Linked DNA regions of Mus musculus: region 2 is linked to region 1. Evidence: chromatin contacts called from public HiChIP or PLAC-seq data. All regions are on one chromosome and are shown on one strand. The core of a region is the stretch at or near the end of the contact, and the rest is flanking DNA. Distances in the headings are between cores, read along the strand shown.

Region 1 (5,191 bases), core at 1,983-4,482:
AAATAACCAATCTCTTTTGAAATTCAAAAGATTTGGTTTTTTAAAAAAAAATGTTTTAAACAATCTCTTAACTGTGGGTTCCACTAAAATACTTTCTTACTTCAAGATGGAAAAATATCAGGGCACAGTTACAATCAAAAGCAAAATCAAACTCTAACCATCCAATATCTGGGATCTACTCACGATCTTATGGGTTCCTCCAAAGTTCTTGGGTCACTTCTCCAGCTCTGCCCTTTGTAGCACACAGCTTGCCTTCTAGGCTCTAGCTGCCTGTATGCCACTGCTGCTGCTGTTCTTGGTGGTCATCTCATGGTACTGGCATCTCCAAAACACTGCTGTCTTCTGCTGCAACTGGACTGCACTTTCACAAATAGCCTTTCACAGGCTCTTTGCAACTTCTCTAGCACGACCCCTTCAGTCCTGGGCCTTCAACTGCCACCGAGACTGTACCTTCACCAATGGCCTCTCCTGGTCTATCCCAGTGCCAAGCATCAGCAGCTACCTCTTCATGCTTCAAAACCAGTACCACCTGGGTGACTCATATGTTATCAAGTCTGGCTGCCAGCATGACTGTGGCTGCCTGTGGAACACAGCTTCTCTGTGCTCTCAGGAAACACTTCCCAGATGGTTTTACCTTGGTGATGCTGGTCTCTTCTTAACCACTGGTAATTTCTTAGCTCCAGCTAACCAGCATCAATCGTCTCAGTAACACAAAGGTTTTGCTTTAGTAGTTCTGGTACTTTGTTAATCACAGCTGATTCTTCAGCCCCAGCTAATCAAAACCACAGAATCCTCACAGTCAAAATAGCAATGGCCCTGATAAGAGTCTTTAATCTTCCCTCTAAAATTTCACAAGCCTGGCCTCCATCTTTTGCACTGCTCTCAACATTATTTTCCTGCCTCTTACAGAACATACCACAGAGCTCTTAACACCCAATGGCTCTTCTAGCTCAAAGTTCCAAAGTCCTTCCACAGTCCTCCCCAAAACATGGTCAGGCTGTCATAGGAATACCCCACTCCCAGCACCAATTTGTCCTAGTCAGGGTTTGTATTCCTGCACAAAAACATCATGGCCAAGAAGCAAGTTGGGAAGGAAAGGGTTTATTCAGTGTTTACCTCCACATTGCTGTTCATCACCAAAGGAAGTCAGGACTGGAACTCACACAGGGCAGGAGCCTGGAGGCAGGAGCTGATGCAGAGGCCATGGAGAGATGCCCCTTACTGGCTTGCTCAGCTTGCTTTCTTATAGAACCCAGGACTACCAGCCCAGGGATGGCACCACCCACAATGGGCCCTCCCACCCTTGATCACTAATTGAGAAAATGTCTTACAGCTGGATCTCATGGAGGCATTTCCTCAAGGGAGGCTCCTTTCTCTGTGATAACTCCAGCTTGTGTCAAGCTGACACACAAAACCAGCCAGTACAGGGACCCTAATAGAGAGGAACAACAAAGAAGCAAGGACACATGGCCCAGCCCATCTTTTCTAAGAGAATGCATAGGAGTGTGTCACCCCACAGCATGGCCCCTCTTTAAGGCTTCTGTCTCAGGAGCTTCTGCAGAGCTCCTCAGCTTCCCATTTTTCTTTTCTTTTCTTTTCTTTTCTTTTCTTTTCTTTTCTTTTCTTTTCTTTTCTCTTTTCCTTTCTTTTCTTTTCTTTTCTTTTCTTTTCTTTTCCTTTCATTTCCTCCCCCCCCCCTTTTTTTTTTGGACAGGGTCTCCCTACATAGCCTTGGCTGTCCTGGAGCTCACTATGTAGATTGGGCTGGCTTCAAACTCTCCTAGGGTTTCACAACTTCCTTTAGATCTCTGCTCTAAAACATATCCCCAGATTTGACCTTCCCTGTCCCTTCTGCTCCTGTGCTTTTCAGAGTCCCTTCAAAAGTCCTCTTGGCTCTCCGATAGGAGATGCTGTCTGGGCTCATGGGTTATAGGTCTTCTGAGCTGTTGAGATGGCTCAGCCCTTAAAGGCTAAGCTCACAACTGAAACAGCAAGTCTTCTGCCAGCACTAGATTCAGGATTCTGCCTACCCTCTCTCTAATAGCCCACCCCACACCTACCCCTTAAGGTTCAACACAGCTCCTGCACACAGAAGATGGCAGGCAAGGCTGTTTGGAGGGAATACCTGAGGGATAGTTGTCTGTGTGTCTGCTCAGAGTTATTTTTGTTTGCTTGTTTTAATTTATTTGTTTTTATTTTATGTGCACTGCTGCTTTGCCTGCATGTCTGTGTGTGGCTGTTAGGTGCCCTGGAACTGGAGTTACTGAAAGTTGTGATCTGCCATGTGGGTGCTGGGAATCGAACCTGGGTCCTCTGGAAGAACCAGTGCTCTTAATGGCTAAACCATCTCTCTAGATCCAATTTTTTGTTTGTTTGTTTGTTTGTTTGTTTGTTTGTTTTTAGTTTTTATGTGTATGGGTGTTTGGTCTGCATGTATGTCCTGTAGAGGCCAAAAGAAGTGCCAGATCCTCTGGGATTGGAGTTACAAACAGCTGTGAGCTGCCTTGGGGGTGCCTGGAATTGAACCCGGGCCCTCTAGAAGAGCAGCCTTTTAAGTGCTATCTTAACGGCTGGTTAAGTACAGTAACAGGAAAGGGGGGTGTGGAGTGTAGAATAGGGATGCAATCTGGAACTGACTTTGAACAATCAGTTGAGATAACTCACTATCTTCAGATCAACCTGCTCAGAGCTCTGAGGGAGGCTGCACTTCCTCTGTGGTCAAAAGTAAGTCTTTACCACTATCATCTGTACCCCATTCTGCCTATTCTGGGTACTGGAAGCCCATTAGCTGCTTAATTATGGAACTGGGTAAGCGCTGACAGAGGCTGGCAGGGTGGGGCGGGAGGTGGGGTGCTGGCAAGGTAATGGCTGGAGGGATGGGCTCTTTGCAGAACAAACAGATGCCTCTGGCTTCTCATTGGCTACTTCCTCCTCCCCTTCCCTCCTCCCCCTCCCCCACAGGTCTTTCAGCTGATGGGCAGGCATAGCTCTAGCTCAGTGTCACAGTCCTGGGGCATAGGCTAGCTTCAACTGGATCCCTGCACCCTTAAGGTGGGGGCTGCTGGCTCCCCTCTCACCTCTGTCTGGTCCCCTGCATGTCCTTCCTGGTCGAGGGCGGGAGAATAAGAAGTCAGCTCCTCCCTCCCTCCCTCTGCTTCCTGGCCTTGCCTTGGGCTCTTGGCAGCCTCTACCTCCCAACTCAGTTCCAAAGAGCACACAGGAGCCGGCTTGGCTGCCTTCCTGAAAGGAAGTGGCCCAGACAAGTAGCCGGGAGGATGGCGTGACTACAGAAGACACTGAGCCCTGCCTGGGCATCCACATGTGAACGCCCAGATGACCAGCAGCACAGAGGGAGGACACAGACATACTCACTGGGCAGAAGCCTCTCCTGGAAGAGTAATCAGGATGGCTTCCTACAGTCCCTCACAGAGTAGGCAGCTGTTTCCAGCCCCCACCTTCTGTGGTGTCACCCCGCACTCACTCCACCCTACTTTTAGTCCAGATGATGGCCCTGATTATTGGCTTGATGAGCGGCCTCCACCTTCACTCTAAATACAGACTATGCATGCGCATGCGCAGCCGGACCCTGCAGCCATTTCCGCACCACTCCCTATGGTCCAGTCTCTTCAATACAGAGGCCACCTACTTCGGGCCTCAATCACTAAGGCCACACCTCTCCAGGCAGGGTCCAAACATGGTTCTGGCACACTGTATCGACCTCAACAGTTAGTTTGCTCCCAAACGGAGTCATTCCTACTTCAGGGCTGAAGTGAGAACCCATGAAGGTAGGCATGCCAATACTTCCTAGACACCGCATTATCCCGGGTACCACACAGCCTCCTCAGGCGAGAGGGGTGTGGGTCTCTCTGACCTGTCAGATCCTGACCAATGGGCTCTGCTTCCCCTAATGCCTCAAGAAATTTTTGTTTTTCCTTCTGAATGGAAAGGAATGATAAAGTTTGCACTCCTTAAATGCAAGGACGCTGTTGGTCACGAGTGAACACCAGAACTACATACAGCTAGTTCGAACTGAGATGTGTATAGTTTTTTGTTTGTTTGTTTGTTTGGTTTGGTTTTTCGAGACAGGGTTTCTCTGTGTAGCCCTGGCTGTCCTGGAACTCACTCTGTAGACCAGGCTGGCCTCAAACTCTGAAATCCGCCTGCCTCTGCCTCCCAAGTGCTGGGATTAAAGGCTTGCGCCACCACTGCCCGGCAATGTGTATGGTTTTAATGGTTGAGATTGTATTAGGTTAAATAAGATATGAAACTAGTTTCACCTCACTTTTTATTTTTATTTATTTATTTATTTATTTTGACATAGAGTCTCATGTAACCCAGGCTTTGATCCGGTCTCCATCTTTTCTGTGGCATAGAGATTGAACGCAAAGCATTGTGCATACTAGGAATCACTGTACCAGCGGAGCTACACTGCAGCTCATCTCCCCCCAACCCCCTTTCTAAACATGGATGCTAGAAAATAAAAAATATGGGGCTGGAGAAACGGCTCAGGGTTCAATCCTCAGCACCCACATGGCAGCTCACAACTGTAACTTAGGTTCCAGGGGACCCTGCACCTTCACAAAGACGTACATGCAGGCAAAACACCAATGCACAGAAAATGAAGGAAAGAAAGGAAGAAAGAAAGAAAGGAAGAAAGAGAAGGAGAGAGAAAGAAAGAAAGAAAATGAAAAACATGAGTTTCCCACAATCTACTTTTTAAAATTGCACGTGTGTGCATCCCCCACCCCACACACACACACATACACTCACACACAGGCACACACTCATACACAAGAGCACAGGAATGCACACACACACACATTGTGCGCACTTTCTCCTCCTCCTCCTCCTTCTCCTCCTCCTCTTCCTCCTCCTTCTCCTTCTTCTTCTTTTGAGACAGGATTTCTCTGTATATAGCCCCTGGCTGTTCTGGAACTTGATATGTAAACCAGGCTGCCCTGGAGCTCACAGAGATCCTCCTGCCTCTGTCTCTGGAGTACTGGGATTCAAGGTGTGCCATCATGCCCCTGCTCCTCCTATCATTTTGGGCAGGGAGAAGCACCAGTGCTCCAGCACCTTTGGGTACCAATTCGCTTCCCTCCCTCCCTGCCTGGCTTTGCACATCCTCTGTAAAGAGTTGAGATCTCCATGTGCACAAGGATCAGTCACCCTCCCAGAAAGACTACCTTCT
Region 2 (5,191 bases), core at 1,081-3,580, 68 kb before region 1:
CCCGCTGGTGAGATAGACGCCTTCCTCCAGTCCCCTGGCTCCTGCTTTTTAAACTCCCAAGCATATCCCCCTCCCCACAGCCCACCCCATGGCTGTGTGGTGTGACAACAGTCTCCTGTTGTGACTCCAGGGCCTCCTCTCTCTCTACCGTTTGCTAATAGCCCCCTGCCTGCTGATCATCCGCCCATCTGTTTAGCTGTCACTTCTCCTTGGCCCTCTCTCCTCTTTCTCCACCGCATTGCTAATTGCTGTCGCCTCTGTCCCTGCTCCTGTGGAACAGGCAGTCCTAGGCTTAGGGAATAGACTCTAAGGAGCTTTTAACCACCGGCCTGGGTAGAACTCTCCCGCCCAGACCAGCGTCTCTCCATGCATCCTCTGCAGTCCCCCTGCCTCCCACCTACTCCCATCTGCTTCAGAAATGTCCCTTCTCCACCCCTGCTCCAGCGCCCCTGCCTGTCCCCAGTCCAGCATTCCTGGCTCACTTTATGACCTGTGGCTCCTCTGTAGGCTGGCTTTGGGTACGGACTCCCCATTTCCCGCCTCTACGCCAAGTACTTCCAGGGGGACTTGCAGCTTTTCTCTATGGAGGGCTTTGGGACAGATGCTGTCATCTATCTGAAGGTGAGGCCCGCCAGGGGCAAGCTGGCTGCTAACGGGTTTCTACCCATCCCTCATCCTTCCTGACTCCAAACTCAGTTTTGGCTCTCCAAGACTCAGAGGAGCCTTGGCTCCTCAAGCACTGTAACTTTAAACTAATGTGGTAGGCAACTTCAGGGGGTCTAAGGTCTGTGAGTAAGGCCCCTCTTCTGAGAAACCCTAGGCTAGAAGGAAGGGAACCTTACAGGTCTTGAACTTCAGTTGATCCGAGTGTACCTTGGTGATTAATAGGGATCACACAGCAAAGCCTCCCTCCCTCTTGATCCTTTTTGCCCCCCTGATCGTGGAGGGGCCAGCTTCATGGAATGGGCCAGGGCAAGAGACAGAAGGCTGACTCTTTTAGGGGCTTTTCCAGGTCTGGGGTAATGTCTCAGGCTAATGCCTGGTTATGAGGCTGACTCAGACCTGGGTTAGGACTCCAGGGATGGAGACCATCAGGGCCTGGGTGGGAGAGGGTAGTAAGCTGGGGTGTGGGCAAGCAGGAGGTTGATGGCAATGCTCTCTAGGCCCTGTCCACGGACTCAGTGGAGCGCCTGCCTGTCTACAACAAGTCTGCCTGGCGCCACTACCAGACCATCCAGGAGGCCGGCGACTGGTGTGTGCCCAGCACAGAGCCCAAGAACACATCGACGTATCGGGTCAGCTAGGGGCCTTCCCTCCCTGGCACCTGTAGGATGCTGCCACCTCTGAATCCAGCCACCACAGGGACCTTCCCTATCTATCCCCTAGGGTACAAGGGGTGAAACTGGGTCTCCCTGATGGCCAGATCTGTCTTTGTAGAAATCTCAGTGGCCCAACTGTGGTGGTCCCTAAGTGCCAATATGTCTCTGTGGAGAAACCCTAGGGGGTTTCCCTGGAACCCGGTTTCCATAGTGATGCTTGAGGGTTGGGGATGGCTCTCCCTGATGGGGTGGCCCAGAGACACTTCTCCCAAGATCAGAACTGTCTGTTTTCTACTAGAAGCCCTGGTTCCCCCTCACTGCCTGCATAGTCCTGGCCTTCCAAGTGGCTGCTCCGCTTGCCTTATGCCCACACACTGTACAGGCACATTTGGGCTGGGTTCTTTGTCAATGTTAAGAAGGATGGAGTGCCCTCAAGTCTGGAGAGGGACTGGGGGAAGATAGGGTCCACCCTTGACTCTGATCCTGCAGCCTCTATCTCTACTCTGGATGGTATGAAGTTGCAATTGGGAACTTGAGAGTAGGTAGCGATTCTCACCCGGGGCCCACCGAGAGGGCAGGCCTAGGAGTAAGCTGCCCCCAAGGTGATCTTAGCAATGTTTCTGTTTAGCTGCTTCCTAAAGCCTTGCCCACCCAGCATGTCCTCACGTGCACACCTCCCCTGCCCAGTCTACACCCACCCTATGCTGCCTGAGCTTCAGACCCCACCCCACCCCTATGCCCACTATGTGTGCACAAGTGACTCACCCCTAGGACAGCCCTATGTACATAGCCAGTTTTGTAATCTCAGAAGCCCTGCCCTTCCCCTCCACACACAGGGGTTAAAGCCGTGTGCCCTCCCAGTGGCTGGGATGGTGACAGTGACATCCACAGTAAACAGATGAAATGTGACTGCTGCCTGGCTTCCTTGCTCGGGGAGGGGGAGCCCACACATGAAGCACCTGTGAAGACTGGTCCCCTAGGACTAACTGTACTCAGGACCTAGGCCAGCTGAACACGCCACCAGGCAGGGCCGTCCACTCAGGCGTAGCTTAGTCCCTTGTCCCAGACAAGAAGATCACTGGTGTGTGGTAAGTATTTATTGAAAGAAGTTGATAGCCATCTTCCCCCTTCACATGCAGGTGGGCACACTTGGCTCTTCACGGCTTCGGGGACAGTAGAGCCTCCACCCTCCCCACCCAGTCTAGGAAGTGCCAGTGCCCCGATACCTTAGTTTTCCCTATGAGGCCCCCTCTTCCAGTGAAGGTGACTGAGCACAAACATAGGGCCCTGGCCTTCAGCCACTTTCCCAGGCAGGAGAGAGGGAGTTAACATGCAGGTCCTGTTCACCTCTCCAGGAAACTGGGAGGGGTGGGGGTTTGTCATCTAAAACCTGGGCCTAGTAGTAACTGACCAGCACCCAAGAAGCTGGGTCAGCATTGCACCTGGACCCTCTATCTCTGAACACGCCCTACAAAGGACATGTGCCAGTCCCACGCGGGGCTGGCCCAGTCCCCCTCTGTAGCCTAGCAAACCTAAGCCAGCAGTGTCTGTCCATCCGCCCCAGGCCTCTGAGGCCTTGACACACCCAGGGCACCAGGGAAGCTGATGGACCCTTTCAATCTGGCAGCATGCAGGCCACACTTAGGGTGTGCCTCTTCACCATCTAGACACTAGTTGGGGGAGTGACCCGTGTCCCCAACAGCTCTCAATTTTTCCTGCCCTCGAAGGCTCAAGTACTCTCCGAAGAAGTGGATTTTAGCTCTGCGAAAGGGACTCAATGGGAGAGGAGCAGACCTGTGTGCTGGAACCTGCAGGTGAGGGAGGGGAAGAGAGAGAGAGTGAGTGAGAGCTCCCTTCTCCCCCTCTGCCTTCCTTACAGAGGCCAGCTTATCCTGCCCTGCTCTCTCTCTCCTCTGAGGAGGTGTCTGGGAATCCACCCTGAGTGCTACTGGCACTGCCCACTGGCCTCTCTGGGGAGATCTGTTCTCCCACCACACAGCCACCTTCAAAAGGTGAGGAGACACAGCTGTCTCCTGTCTCCAGTCGGGTTGCCCAGGCTACTCTCTAAACCTAGGAATCCTGGCCATGGTAGGGCCTCTCCTGCTAGATTTCTTCCTGCTCGGACCACTCTAGTCAGAGGGCGGAGGTTCCACCTGAACCAGGCTCCTCTGGGCTCCGCGTTTGCTGCATTCCTGGCCTCTGCCCTCTTCATCTGCCACCTGCTTCCCCCTGGAAGTCTGCGCCAAACAAGTCCTCGAAATTGGGTTTATTACTGGGCCCTCCCCCCTGGGGTCTCCCTCCAGAGGACTCAGTCCAAACAGGGTGAGAGGGGGGCCGCGTGCTCCGAGAGCCTGGTGCCTGGACCCTGCCTCCCTGGTGAGGCCCATGTAGGTGGCTGCAAGTGCGCCGGGGTGCCAGCCCCGCCAGCCATCCCTAGCTCTTCTTGGCATCGTTCTCGCGGCGCCGCAGCTTCTCCCGCTGCTTTGCGGTCTTCTCCTGCGCCTTCCGTTCCTTCTCAGCAGCCGCTGCCAGCTCCTTCAACTTCCGCTTCACCAGTGCTCGGTCATGCGAATTGCTGAGCCCCAGGCTCTGGGAAGAAATCCAGAATGAAGGAAAGAGGCCTAGAACGCTGCCCCACAGACCCACTAGAGTCTGCTCGGAAGTCTGGCCTTTGCCTAGGGATCGGGGTCCCAAGGTAGGAGGAATGGCTTGCAAGTGGTCAGAGATGACAACTCTCTGGCACTAGGCCATTTGCGACCCCGTCCTTGGCGCCAGATCCTTAACCTAGGATTTCAGCCTTAGTATGATCCTGCTCAACCTCTGAGGTCCTCAGAGTGAAGAGTGACTTGTTCAAGGTCAAGTGGCTTATCGGCTAGGTCCCTTCCCGTTTCAAGAGTTCCTATGGGGGGCTGGTGAGATGGCTCAGCCGTTAAGAGCGCCGACTGTTCTTCCAAACGCCCTGAGTTCAAATCCCAACAACCACATGGTGGCTCACAACCATCCGTAACGAAATCTGATGCCCTCTTCTGGAGTGTCTGAAGACAGCTACAGTGTACTTACATATAATAAATAAATAAATAAATAAATAAATAAATAAATAAATAAATAAATAAGAGAGTTCCTATGGGGCTCTCTCTCCCTCAGTCCCAGGAACCTGCAGATATTGGAGGCCACCTCTCCACACTGTCCACTTAGCACGCCAGAGCCTGGTGGTATCCAGGATCTGAGAATGAATATGGGATGGAGCTGGCCAAGAAAGTGGCCTTGATGGTAGTCCAAAGATCAAGGTCAGCCCAAAGACCCGGGCTGGAGCTAGAAGGTCAGATAGAAGCGATTAGGCTTGAGTTTCAAGTCAGATGGAGGTGTTGTACTACACTGCGAAAGGAGTACCTTGCATAGAGGTCAGACACCGGGTCAGAGGCTACACAGGGAGAGCCAATGCCAGGTCAGTCCAGGAGGTAAGTCAGGGTCAAAAGTCAGGACAAAGGGTGATTTCTGTCCCTAAAAGCTATCTCAATCTGAAAGATCATCACCTCTGCACTCTGACCCACCTTCAGTTTGCTTCCGTCCAGCTGCAGGAGCTGCGGCCCATCCACCTGCCGGGCAGCAAACTCGGCAGCATACTGCTCCAGGTTGAGGCTGTGTAGCCACTGGCCCACCTGCTGGCTGGTCCAGTGTTGTACGGCAGGGAGGGACTCATCCAGGAACTGATAGAGATGGGGAGAGTACAGGAAGCCTGGCCTGCGGCTGGGTCCCCCCCAGCAGGCACAAAGGCCAGCCTCACTCACCTCATCCGAAGACTGGGACAGCGTGTGGTAGGGATAGGAACACTTGGTCTCCTGTCGAGGACCACCGGGGATCTTGGGGCTGCT

Evidence for each region. HiChIP or PLAC-seq counts read pairs in DNA pulled down with a chosen protein or histone mark.
Region 2: a contact with region 1 is called in an HNF4G HiChIP or PLAC-seq map of pancreatic cancer cells. The contact joins two enhancer-like sites. A contact is called at or near these places in 11 of 39 promoter capture datasets (the C10 cell line, cranial neural crest, embryonic stem cells and 8 more), 6 of 484 Hi-C or Micro-C datasets (the P5424 cell line, bone marrow-derived macrophages, embryonic stem cells and 3 more), 4 of 115 datasets of contacts at active chromatin or transcription factors (double positive thymocytes, embryonic stem cells and pancreatic cancer cells) and 4 of 9 other capture datasets (adipose tissue, liver, macrophages and 1 more).

The regions. Positions count from the first base shown.
Region 1 is chr11:94,956,267-94,961,457 of GRCm38.p6, reverse strand. No RefSeq gene overlaps it. Among named protein-coding and RNA genes, the nearest start is that of Hils1, 8.7 kb to the left of the region's middle. Within about 2 kb of position 3,232, at least 138 of the 459 cell types and tissues checked have an H3K27ac peak or open chromatin away from gene starts, as enhancers often do. A contact at or near this core is called in pancreatic cancer cells, where this site is marked.
Region 2 is chr11:95,023,295-95,028,485 of GRCm38.p6, reverse strand. It overlaps Samd14 (sterile alpha motif domain containing 14), which reads right to left. Exons shown (of 10, transcript NM_146025.2): 8 at 5,108-5,191; 9 at 4,871-5,026; 10 at 2,399-3,908. The coding sequence ends at 3,753. It overlaps Pdk2 (pyruvate dehydrogenase kinase, isoenzyme 2), which reads left to right. Exons shown (of 11, transcript NM_133667.2): 9 at 1-7; 10 at 508-621; 11 at 1,164-2,228. The coding sequence ends at 1,304. Among named protein-coding and RNA genes, the nearest start is that of Gm11513, 6.9 kb to the left of the region's middle. Within about 2 kb of position 2,330, at least 20 of the 459 cell types and tissues checked have an H3K27ac peak or open chromatin away from gene starts, as enhancers often do. A contact at or near this core is called in pancreatic cancer cells, where this site is marked.